Regions from separate parts of the Gossypium arboreum genome. Here region 2 is linked to region 1. The links are chromatin contacts, called in public Hi-C maps. All regions are on one chromosome and are shown on one strand. The core of a region is the stretch at or near the end of the contact, and the rest is flanking DNA. Distances in the headings are between cores, read along the strand shown. Region 1 holds the start of LOC108469808 (ubiquitin-conjugating enzyme E2 10). Region 2 holds the start of LOC108467849.

Region 1 (6,010 bases), core at 1,798-4,297:
AAATTAATCAGAGATAATTATAAGTCATGCCCTATATGTACAGATTCCTTTTTGAGTCTAGTTTCTTTAGAAATAAACGGAATAAGTATTGAAGCCCTGTACAGGGAGATATCTAAATCGAAATGCATGAAGGTCAGAGTAGTCGAACCCTGAAACAGGGGAGACTTTAACTAATAAACTGTACTAATTGGCCCAACCAAAAATTCTAGAAAAAAAATTTGTAGATGGATATATGAGTCTAGTTTCAGGGAAAATTTACGAAATCAGTTTTCGAGTTTTGGAACTCGAGATATGATTTTTAAGGTGACAGTGACGCAGTTAGCCAGCTTGTCTGGAAATTTTAAAATGAACTGTATAAATAATTGAATTAAGTCCGTTAACACCTCGTGTCCGACTCCGGCGACGGTCTCGGGTACGGGGCGTTACACAATTTTTGACTTATTTTCCCTTTTTATTCTTTTATTAACCAAATAACAAAAATACCCTTAAGGCCTTTCTTTCAATTTTTTCCTATTCATGCCCATTTTTGTCCAAAAATATGGAAATTGGTCAAATTGCTATTTAAGGACCTCTAATTAATAATCCATGGCAATTTCATGCTTAAAGCTTCTAGAACTCACATTTTGCAACTTTTGCAATTTAGTCCTAAATGTAAAATTGGACACTTTATCAATAAAATTTTTTCATAAAATTTTCACACAAGCATGAAATCATATCATAGACCTCATAAAAATCATAAAATAATTATTTCTATTTGGGTTTGTGGTTTCGAAACCACTATTTCGACGAGACCCAAAATTAGGATGTTACACATAATGTTTCCCACTAAAGAAAATTTAATTCTAATGTAACGAGACTAACAATTGAAATCTAACTATTTGCCAAGCAGTCCATCAAATTCATTAATTTACACTAGAACCCGTTTAAACAAAAAGTTTTTCTAATTTAATACCCATAATTGCCATGGCACCTAAACTTTAACATTTCCATGAGTGGCAATTCGATTGTACTGCCATGGCCTTCTTAAGAGAATATGGCTAGCATTCATAGAAGCCATATCACATAGGACTTCATCTTTATATGTTCGCCCAATTTAAAAAGGCACATGAACTTGTTTTGTTACCTTCACTTCTCTTTAGTCATTCAACCAATTAAGTTTATAAGGTCATGGGTGATTTGTAATCGATAAGTTCAATTTCCCACCAATGTAGTGGAGGCCACATTTGCATAACTCCTTTCATCAATGATAGCATGACACACCTTTTTGTGAATCATGCATCATGTGTGAAAGAGATTCTCATGTTGTTCATTATCCACCATCCCTTATAAATTCAAATTTTGTTGAAAAGCAACCATGTTTCTATTATTAGAATATTCCACAATGTCTTCCTTCTCAATGAACTAGTTTTCATTAAATGTCTCAAGGCATTGGAGAATGAATAGTAATAATGTCGTCCAAGAAAATGCGAGTGAAGCCCAAGGCCTAAGCCCAACCGGACCAAGTTTTTCACTTTCTAATTTCATTGCAATTGATAAAGAAAGGTACATCAAAGTTACCAACACATGCTCTATCTCGTGCATTGCTTGATTCAAGCTTCATGCACTTACATGAAAACTATACAACTATTAGATACTAGTATAATACCCACATTCCACGCCGAGATTTTTATTTATATATTTAATAGAATTTATAATATTTACGTTTTTTTTTACAAAAATAGAAGGCTAGGCCGTAAAAAAATGCAAACTTATGAGGCACAATATCGTCCATTAGTAATGCCAAGTCGATCACCTAGCAAAGTCTGAACTACTCTCCAAATGATAATTTGGTCATGGCATTATCACAAATATACTGAAGAAACTTTTATAATATATATTGAAGAAACACGTTACTAAGAAATGTATCAAAAAAAATTTTTAAACTTCTTAAAATTATTTTTTAAAAAAGAAGTAATAAGAGAAAATTGCATCGTGCAAAATTAGAGAATGGAGATATACGTTCATGTACATGACTTGCCTCCGAACATATGTTATAGAAGAATTTGTATAATGATATTGTATCATGTATGCATGCTATGAAACAAATATTTAATAAGAGACCAACAAACGATTTTGTAATGATGAATGAGGTCTTTCTCTGGTAGCAAATCATCAACATAGACCAAGTTCTTTGATCTTGGCCTCTAAAATAGATGAAATTGATTTCATCTATTTAATTACAGTTTCAATAGTGAGAGTATTGAGAAATACTTGTTTTCAGGAAAGAACATTACATGTCCAGTTACAAAGCAAATTATTTAAGATTATGAGCTTACCCAAAATTATAGTATGAGGAGATTGCATCAATCTTGATGTATGATAAACGTTTCGCATTGAATCGAAAGGATCCCAACACCAAAGCCACCCACCCATCAACAAAGTGTGGATTATCAAGCTGCTTAACATGCCAAGTCACAACAATAATCAAATGTCTCAATAGTAGTTGACCGGTGATATTAAAATTCCTTTACAAAAAATTTAAAAGAGTATAAGTTGGGATTTATTGTTATACAAAGAAAAAAAAAAGTAATTGTGTCACCATCATGGACATCACAAAAGTTGTACTTAACGATGAAGTTATTTTGTGGAGAAAAAAATTTGAATCAAAAGCTTCCCATCAAAGGCTATATAGTTTAGCATGCTCTGGTATGGGTGCTAGGCACTTCTCCACCTATAATTGCATCAACATAAGTTCCTGAGGAAGATAACATAAATGGGAACATAACATTCGTTTATATTTATAGCAAATTGGAAGGCATATAAAACAATTGCCAATGAAGTTGAGGCCCAATTACATTGTTTTGTTGGATTTGGTTGAAGCCATCTCACAAGAAGTAAAAAAGAATACTGACATTAAAGACAAAAAATGATAAAATCTAATTATATATAGAATTAGTTTATAAGTCTAAATTATTTGTGTCCAAAAGAGGAAAATCTCTTAATAATATAGAATTGGATGAGGTCCACGAAGACAGCCAGCCAATGAGAAATTGACAAGTACAGCCCATTTCTTTTTTATTTAATTATTCATAACTCATTTTCGTGGACCTGTCTATTTAACTCTGTTTTTTTTTTTTCTATGCTTTACTATTCTTCCGCTATTTGCAGCGACTAACAAACAATAGCGGGACGGGAGGATCTCTCAGGTATCTTTTTCTTCTTCTTAAATTTAAAATTATTTCGTGTTATCTTTGTTGAAGTTAAGGGCGATCTAGCTTGGATTTGATTTTTTTTTTCATATAAGTAACAAAAATCTGTTTTTTTTCTTTTTTAGGGTTTAGGTGATGGCTTCAAAGCGGATATTGAAGGAGCTCAAGGATCTCCAGAAAGATCCTCCTACCTCTTGCAGCGCTGGTTCAATTTCATCTCTCTTTTCATCTGTTCCCTGCCCCGATTTGATTTTTTTTTTCTTGTGATCTTTCTCATAGTCATTATAGTCTTGTTTCCATTATATTCTCTCTCTTTTTTTTATTGTTCTCTTAAATTTTATCCTTTTTTCCGGTTACCTGCATCCTGTCTTTGTAAATCATGAGATGAGATCATTATTGCCGTATAATTGAATTTTGAGCTGTAAATAAAGGATCTATACTTATTATTAGGGGGTTTGGTTTTGAGGTTTAGCTTCATTGATTGAAATTGCTGTATGTTTCGTCCTTTTATTTTCTTCATTTTCAATTTTTAGGTTTTCATCATTGGATTCTGTTTGACGCAATATTGTCAAAACTTTTATTTTTCTTTTTAACGTCTTATTATACTCATTGGTTGCTGTGGATATCCTTTTCTTAAGTTGATACGTGGTCATAAGAAATTGTTGCTGTATAGCTGAAGTTGTATGAATATTCATATGATTACAATGTAATGCTATTGTCATCTATTGCAGATAGAAACTCGTAATTTCTGTTAAAGGTACTAAAATCATTTAGGAGTGCAACATCTTATATTTTTCTCAAAGGAAAATATGAAAAAAGATTAGTATTTGATTGAGGAAAATATTTTCATTGGGTTACTTCCTAATTGGTTATTCCATCAAACTATTGTTTTACGTCTTTTTATTATTGATTAAGGCCCTGTTGCTGAAGACATGTTTCATTGGCAAGCAACTATTATGGGTCCTCCAGATAGCCCGTATGCCGGTGGGGTGTTTCTAGTCACCATTCATTTCCCTCCGGATTATCCATTTAAACCACCCAAGGTACTTTATTGTCTTAGTAATCTAATTCTCATTTGTTTCTTACTTTATTGTATATTGTGTACTTTTACCTTTATTGACTATATATTTATCTGCATTTGACTTGTCTTTTGCTTTTAAAACATACCACTTTGTGTCTTAAGTTTTTTCAAGAAAATTGAATGGCACTCCGTATACTGCAAGTTCATTATTTCAACATGTTAATTTTGCTTTTTTAACCATCTATAAAGTGTTGTAGACACGACTATTTTCTCCTCAGAAATCCAATACTGCTGTTGTCACAATGTGGTGAATTTCCCTACCTTTTTCCAATTTACATTTCAATTTTTTGAGGAATATGCATTAACATAACTGTTTAGAGCCTTCATATTATTTAGCTAATTCCTTACTGCAAATACTATGCCAACAAGTTGTCCTGACAGGGCAAGTGACTTGTGCGAACATTGCTTGGCATTGAAATGAGTAAACACTAATTCTACTTTATTTCTCTTTAGTTTTTATTTGCTTATTCTGTTACACAAGTTCTTTAATCTCCATAGGGCATCTATGCATGCTGGGTGTCTAACGGTTTGTTTGAGTGGGAGGCTACTGTTAGGTGGTTTTCAGTGCCAAAGTTTATGTGATCTATTGTTATTTTTGCATTTGTAAACAGTATCAGGTAAGCCATGTCTATTACATGCATGTAGATATTTAGTAATAGCTCCTCGGGTTTTCTATAATTTACTTTCTTGGTTAAACAAAATTACTGTCAATGGATGCTATGATAACAAAATTATAACCTTAATATGAGGACGGTAATGGTTTTCATTCGTTAATGATAAAATAGCATAAAGTTTATTTTCGGATAGAAATTTTATTTAATAGTAGTAACCAATTTGGTGTAGATACTTAATGCTTTTTTCTTCTGTAATGGCCTATATACATGCTTGTTTACCATTGATTCATGACCAACAAGTTTCTCTAGTAGTTTTGTTCAGCCAATCTTTTCCCCTTCTTTTACTATTCCTTTTAGCCTTTTTTATTTTTGCTCTCATTTAGGTTGCATTCAGGACAAAGGTATTTCACCCTAATATTAACAGCAACGGTAGCATTTGCCTTGATATTTTAAAGGAACAGTGGAGCCCTGCCCTCACCATATCCAAGGTTATTGTTCAATATTCCTAAGTCCTAATTGTCTTGAAGTATATACCTCTTTTAATTTGAACGTTATCTGTCAACCATTCTTCATAAAGCCGTTAAAAAAATTGCACCAGTTTAAAATCAGAAGGTTAAAAGCAAGCCTTTAAAATTTAGCGTTTCATCTACTGGCCAAGTTGTTTGCACCATCCAGTGACTCTGGTCTACAATAAGATTTTTTCTGTTATGTAACTTTACCGGTGTAAGGTGTGGGGATATGTTCTTATTTTATCTATTTTGATTCTAGGTGTTGCTGTCAATCTGCTCACTCCTGACGGATCCAAATCCTGATGACCCTTTGGTGCCGGAGATTGCCCACATGTACAAAACGGATAGGAACAAGTATGAGACAACCGCTCGGAGCTGGACCCAAAAATATGCTATGGGTTAAAGTGCTACTACGTATGTAATAGGAGGGCTTCATTCCCTGTGACTTTGGTCTTTAAATTAATTGTGTGATTTGTCTCCTCTTTACATACTGGACCTAGCCCTCCTTAAAAACCAATTTTCTTGTTAGTTGTTTGTATGAAAATTATGTTTCAAAACTTAAATCCCCTTTTCTTAATATCCTCATTGTTTTCAGTCTTACTTTGATTTTTCATTCGG
Region 2 (6,010 bases), core at 1,264-3,763, 200 kb after region 1:
GATGGGGCACAAGTCATCTGACTGTAGGATCCCAAAGAAAGAGCTAACGAGGCCAATGTTGTGGAAGAAATTTCCAAGGAAGTGTCTGATATGAACTTATGTGTCTAACATATGCAATAACTATGAATAAGAATGTTTCTTCTAAAAGGGAAATGTTTGTGAGAAAGGGATATGTAGTGCAATCTCTGTAAAAGCAAAAACTATGAATAAGAATGTTTCTTCTTCTTCTTCTTTTGTTTATTTGTTTGAGTCATTTAATTTATGGCATGGTAGCCTCAGACATGTTAATTATGTTACTTTACATAAATTAATTAATTTAGAGCACATTCCTTCAGTTCACATTAATGTAAAACTTGTATTGAGGAAAAATTAACAAAGTCTTCATTTCAAACTATTGAAAGAAGCACAGAACCACTTAATCTAATACATAGCAATGTTTGTGACTTAATTTTTTTCAAACGAGAGGAAGGAATAAATATTTTAATACCTTCATTGATGACAGCACAAAATATTGCTACGTATATTTTCTTAAGAGCAAAGACAAAGCTATAGATAAATATATTCTTTACAAGCAGGAAATTGAAAACCAACTTAATAAAAAGATTAATATGATGAGAAGTGATCGTGGTGGTGAATATGAACAATATTTGACCACCAGACTAAATAGGAATTCATGAGAAAAATAGTTGAATTCACCATTATTAAATAATTTTCTTTAATGCTTTGTTTTGGAACTTAAATTTAAAAATTAAAAATTTAATTTCAATTATGATATAAATGATAAGAACATAATATAAATATTACGTACAAATTAATTAAGATTCAATTTAATATATTAAAAAATATAAAAATATTATAAAGATTTCAAAATCAAGAGTATAAAACCCAAATCTAAATTCTTAATTCTTAATTCAAAAGGCTATTATTTAATTATTAACAAAAATCTTAATTTTGAAGGTCACCAAATCCTGAGACGGTTGAATTGGCGGCCAAAAGCTAGAGACGTGCCGCCCCTCTCGGCTCTTCTTTTCCCACTTGAACCACTGGCCGTAGGATAAGATGCTGCTGATGTATACTCCAAATTTGTATTATAAGAATAACCCAATAGGACTACTGTCATGCAGGTCATACCATTTGTCACATTTGGATAAAAAAATATAATTGAGGGTTTTTTATTCTCTTGGTCAGAATGGGTGTACTAAAATTAAGTCTTTACTATATCTACCGTTATATTTAATAATATGTAAAATTTTAAATTAATTAAATATCTTTATCACAAAGTGAATTACTCTTCACTTTTTAAATATAGTAATCGCTCTAGTTTGCAAAATACTCTCTTTTCCATGGATACTTTTTCTTGGATAGAAGAAATTACTTATAGAGTAGAAATAATAATAAAGTTTAAGTTCATATGTTTCAAATTTCTAATATTTATTTTAAAATTTAAATTTAAATATGAATATTGTTATGAATATGTTATTAAGTAAATGTCCATTAAAATTATCATTTATATAAATAGAGACTTTTGATTGATTAATAAAATACGCTCTCTCTTTACTCTCTTATTCAGGGGCGAAGCTAGAACAAATTTTTAGGGGCCGAATAAAAATTTAATTTTTTATAGTCTATATCTTTATAATTTTTAAATGATTAAATCGAATTTTTATAATTTTAAGGGGGTCAAAGTAAATTTTACCTTTATTAATTTAAAATTTTAAAAAAAATTCAAGAACCTAAATATAAATTTTTCATTTTAGGGAGCCACTGCTAGCCCCCATTGTATCCGCCCCTGCTCTCATTCTCTTTGTTCTTTAGTCTTTGTCTATTTATTTTATAAAAAATATCATTAAAAATTTCTATTAAAATTGAGTTATTTTTTCTTACATGTCTATTAAATTAATAGTTTTTTATTTCAAAATGTCAAATATGGTGTAGATAATAAGTATTACCTAAATTTTGAAAATTTAAATTTTAAAAATATGAAAAATATTATAACCTAAAGTTTAATATGTGAAGGACATGAAATTAATGAGAAATAATTATATTTCACTTTCGAGTTGGCTTTTCTTATAGGTTAATACAAAGTTTCACTAATCAAATTTATTATTTATCCGAAGTTAGGCTGGTTCCTTAATTAGTGGATTAGCTCCTTTTTAAAATAATAGTTTCGCTGTTGACTTGACATCATGAAGTTGGTAATTATTCCAAAAGAAGAGGGGTTGAATAATAACAAGTTCCAACAATCTTTCAACTCTTTGTACATGAAAAAACAGAGAGATTAATTTAATATTTATATTCTAATTTTAGTTCTTAAATCAGGAGCACACAATCACATTTATCATTTATTTATACAATAATCTGGGAATTGTAATATAATTTTAAAATAAAAACATGTATCACAATCACGTCATTATTATTTTATATATTTATATAAAATGGCAGCTAAAATCCTTTCCAAACGACATCGTACAAGCTTCTATTACCTTTTTTCTAGGACGACCTTTGAAGAGAGTAACAGTTTTTTGAAAAAAAAAAATTTAAGCATAAGAAAAGACGAAAATCCCGGAGAATATTTATAAATAGATTAGAAACAGATACTCGATGGACGTGATTTTTGAAGTTTGTAGTTGACTCTGGATAACCATGTTGTTCTTTGTTGTCTTTTATTTTCTGTTATGTTATTCCATCTACAGTTATTGTCCCTTGTTGTTTTCGTTACAAAATGTTTTTTTTGAGAGATTTCAGGTTCTTGGCTTGGTTGTTTACGTTTCCAGCTGACTTTTTTTTATCTTCCTATAATTCCCAAACATTCAAAGCTTTAAGATTTCTTTTCTAAAAGAACAAAAAAAGTTGGTCGGGTTCTTCAATCTAGGTGCTATTTGACGGATATTGGTTGAATGGTCAGCTTTCTTTTCATTTCTTTTCCTTTTTGTTAGCACATCATTTTCATTTTCATTGTTGATTTTTTTTTTGTGTGTTTATGTTCTCTTCTCTTCTATGGAATAAAAATGGAATATTTTCTTCATCAGATCAAAATTTTGGGATTCTAGAAGAGAATAGTCAAAAGGGAAAGTTGGCGTTGAAAAGAGAGACTTGTCACTGAGAGGTCTGCATATATGGTTTAAAACATTTATTTTCCATTAAGGCCTTAATTTTTGTTTTTTTTTCTTTAAATATTTCTTGGGATCATCCCAATATGTGCTTTTGGTTAAATAACCATTTTAAATATATATATATATATATACGTGCAGGCCTGGTGTTTGGGGGCTGTTGATTCTGGGGTTTCATCTCCAGGATTCGACAGCACCCTTGTGATTTTATTCGAAGGGAATTGTCCATAGAGTTTGGTTTTAAATGGAGCACTTCAGGCAGATTGGTGAGGTTTTGGGAAGTTTGGGTGCTCTCATGGTTTTACAAGATGATTCTCAAATCAATCGACGCCAGTGCTGTTTATTGTTTGATATCTTCGGTTCGGCTTTCAATACAATAGCCGAGGAGATAAAGCTGAACCTCCAACTAGACGAGAAGAACACCAAATGGAACGCCCTCGAACAACCATTCAAAGAGCTTCAAAGGATCTTCAAAGAGGGTGAAGTTTATGTCCGACAAAGTATGGACAAGAGAGACTGGTGGGTTAAAGCAATCAACCTCCACCAGAATAAGGATTGCGTCCATAACCACATCCACAATTTGCTTTCCCACTTCCCCGTTGTCATCGAGGCCATCGAGACGGCAGGAGAGACAGCAGGGCGCGACCGAGGCGAGATGCAAAGGCGGGGAATTGCTCTCAAAATGAAGTACGATAAGGAATGGAATGACCCCAAACTTTTCCAGTTCCGATTTGGGAAGCAATACTTGATCCCTCAAGACATTTGTAGTCGTTTCGAGCGTGCTTGGAGAGAAGATAGATGGAATCTTGTGGAAACTCTAAGGGAGAAGAGCAGTTCGGAATCCACAACCAAAACTCAGCAGCGTCTGGCTGACTTGTTGATCAAGAAAATCATTGGATCAGAGGGTTGTATTGGCAAACTCTTCCCAAGTTCAATCTTGAATGGAGGGGATTACGTAGTGAGGCGACGAGTTGGGGGACAGTACAAGGAAATCCAGTGGCTGGGTGATAGCTTTGCATTGAGAAACTTCTTCGGGGATGTTGAAACATCAGCCTCTGAAATCTCCACCCTTCTTTCACTTTCACATCCCAATATATTGCAATACCTTTGCGGGTTCTACGATGAGGAAAAAAAAGAAGTATTGCTGGTTCAAGAGCTGGTGAACAAGGGTCTTACTTATTACATGAGTGGCTCCAAACGGAGGGTCTCGTTTTGTCTTCCTGTCGTGGTTGATCTCATGTTTCAGATTGCAAGAGGAATGGAATATCTTCACTCACAGAAGATATACCATGGAGATTTAAACCCTTCTAATATCTTTCTCAAAGCTAGAAACAGTACTGACGATTATTTCCAGTTGAAAATCTCGGGTTATGGTTTATCCACTGTCAAAACTACGACCGGTTCTTCTCTGAAACCGAATGAGACCAAGCCTTGCATTTGGTATGCTCCGGAAGTTTTGCAAGAGCCAGAGCATTGCCTGCCAGGGAATGGCACCAGCTTTAAGTACACTGAGAAAGCAGATGTTTACAGTTTTGGGATGCTTTGCTTTGAGCTCTTGACTGGGAAAGTGCCATTCGAAGATGGACATCTTCAAGGGGATAAGGTGAGTCGAAATATTAGAGCAGGGGAGAGGCCTTTGTTTCCCTACACTGCGCCTAAATACCTTGCCAACTTAACCAAAAGATGCTGGCACTCTGATCCGAATCAACGTCCAAGCTTCTCATCGATTTGTCGGATTTTACGATATGTAAAGAAGTTTATCGTGATGAACCCTGACCATGATGAGCCCGGTGCTCGATCACCGGTCTCAGATTATTGTGAGATAGAGTCATGGTTCTTGAAAAAGTTTGCTGCCAATGGGAGTTTCAATTCATTATCAGTGGCACAAATACCGTTTCAAATGTTTGCTTATAGGCTTGCAGAGAAAGACAAAACTATTTTGAACAGCATGGATAAGAATGGAGAGGGAGCAGCCTCAACTTCCAGAGAAGACATGAATTCAGCAGTTGATGATCCATTGATAGCAGCTAGTGATGCAAAATCTGCGGACTCTGATGGAAAATCGGTGTATTCTGAGATTCAAGAACAGAGATCAATCCATTTGGATTCAACGCCACAAAGGAGATCAGTTTGCACCCGGATTCCAGAGAAGAAAATTTTACAGATGAAGAGAAACAGTAATGTGAAGGCGGCCAGAAAGAGTACAGGTCATAAATATGGTAATTTCTACTTTCATTTTTGTACACTAACAAATTCCTCAACTGAAGCCAGTGTTGGAATATGATTATGCAGGGATAACTAATGGAAAACCTACACAACCGCCATTACCTCGTGTTCAGAGTGTAAAGAATGTGAGAGTAAGTCGGTTAAAATCAATGACGAGGTCGTTGAGCACTGATCGGCTAAGATTAGCAGCTGGTGAGACCTCGGATTAAAATACACTATCAGAGGTGAACATTGTACTATATTTATCATCCATTAATCGCCACACTCATGAACAGGGTTGCAGGTATTCTATCAAACATTTTGGCCAAAAGAGACTGCGTCTTCTTTTCTATTTTTTTTTTTCATTTTTTCATCATAAACTTGTAGTTACAATAATAGCAACACTTTAGTTTTATCGTTGGATTGATGCATTTCGTCATCAATACCCATTTTTCTTCTTGTTTTATGAAGGTTTTTTTTCCTCCTAAATACAGTCTTAATCTTTCTCGTTCAATTTTGATGATGAAAATCTTCTTTTCAGCTGTGGGATTGTCAAAAATGATCTATTTTTCTAAACATTTGGCTGATTTCTACTAGAAAAGTTGCAAATAACTTAATAAACAAATCTTCTATAATTGTTGAGTGAAACCAGTTTAAAAAATATGGCAACCAAATAACGAAAGAGTTATACGCTT

The links. Hi-C and Micro-C count contacts between places; a contact is called where the count stands out from the background.
Region 2: a contact with region 1 is called in a Hi-C map of leaf, with 2.4 times the contacts expected there. The contact joins the promoter of LOC108467849 here to the promoter of LOC108469808 in region 1. A contact is called at or near these places in 2 of 5 Hi-C or Micro-C datasets (both in leaf).

The regions. Positions count from the first base shown.
Region 1 is chr8:41,857,878-41,863,887 of ASM2569848v2, forward strand. LOC108469808 (ubiquitin-conjugating enzyme E2 10) reads left to right here and starts at 3,048. Exons shown (of 5, transcript XM_017770857.2): 1 at 3,048-3,185; 2 at 3,314-3,393; 3 at 4,104-4,231; 4 at 5,267-5,371; 5 at 5,652-5,955. The coding sequence starts at 3,324. The coding sequence ends at 5,795.
Region 2 is chr8:42,057,363-42,063,372 of ASM2569848v2, forward strand. LOC108467849 reads left to right here and starts at 2,514. Exons shown (of 5, transcript XM_017768659.2): 1 at 2,514-2,900; 2 at 3,030-3,106; 3 at 3,252-5,317; 4 at 5,403-5,528; 5 at 5,612-5,804. The coding sequence starts at 3,355. The coding sequence ends at 5,694.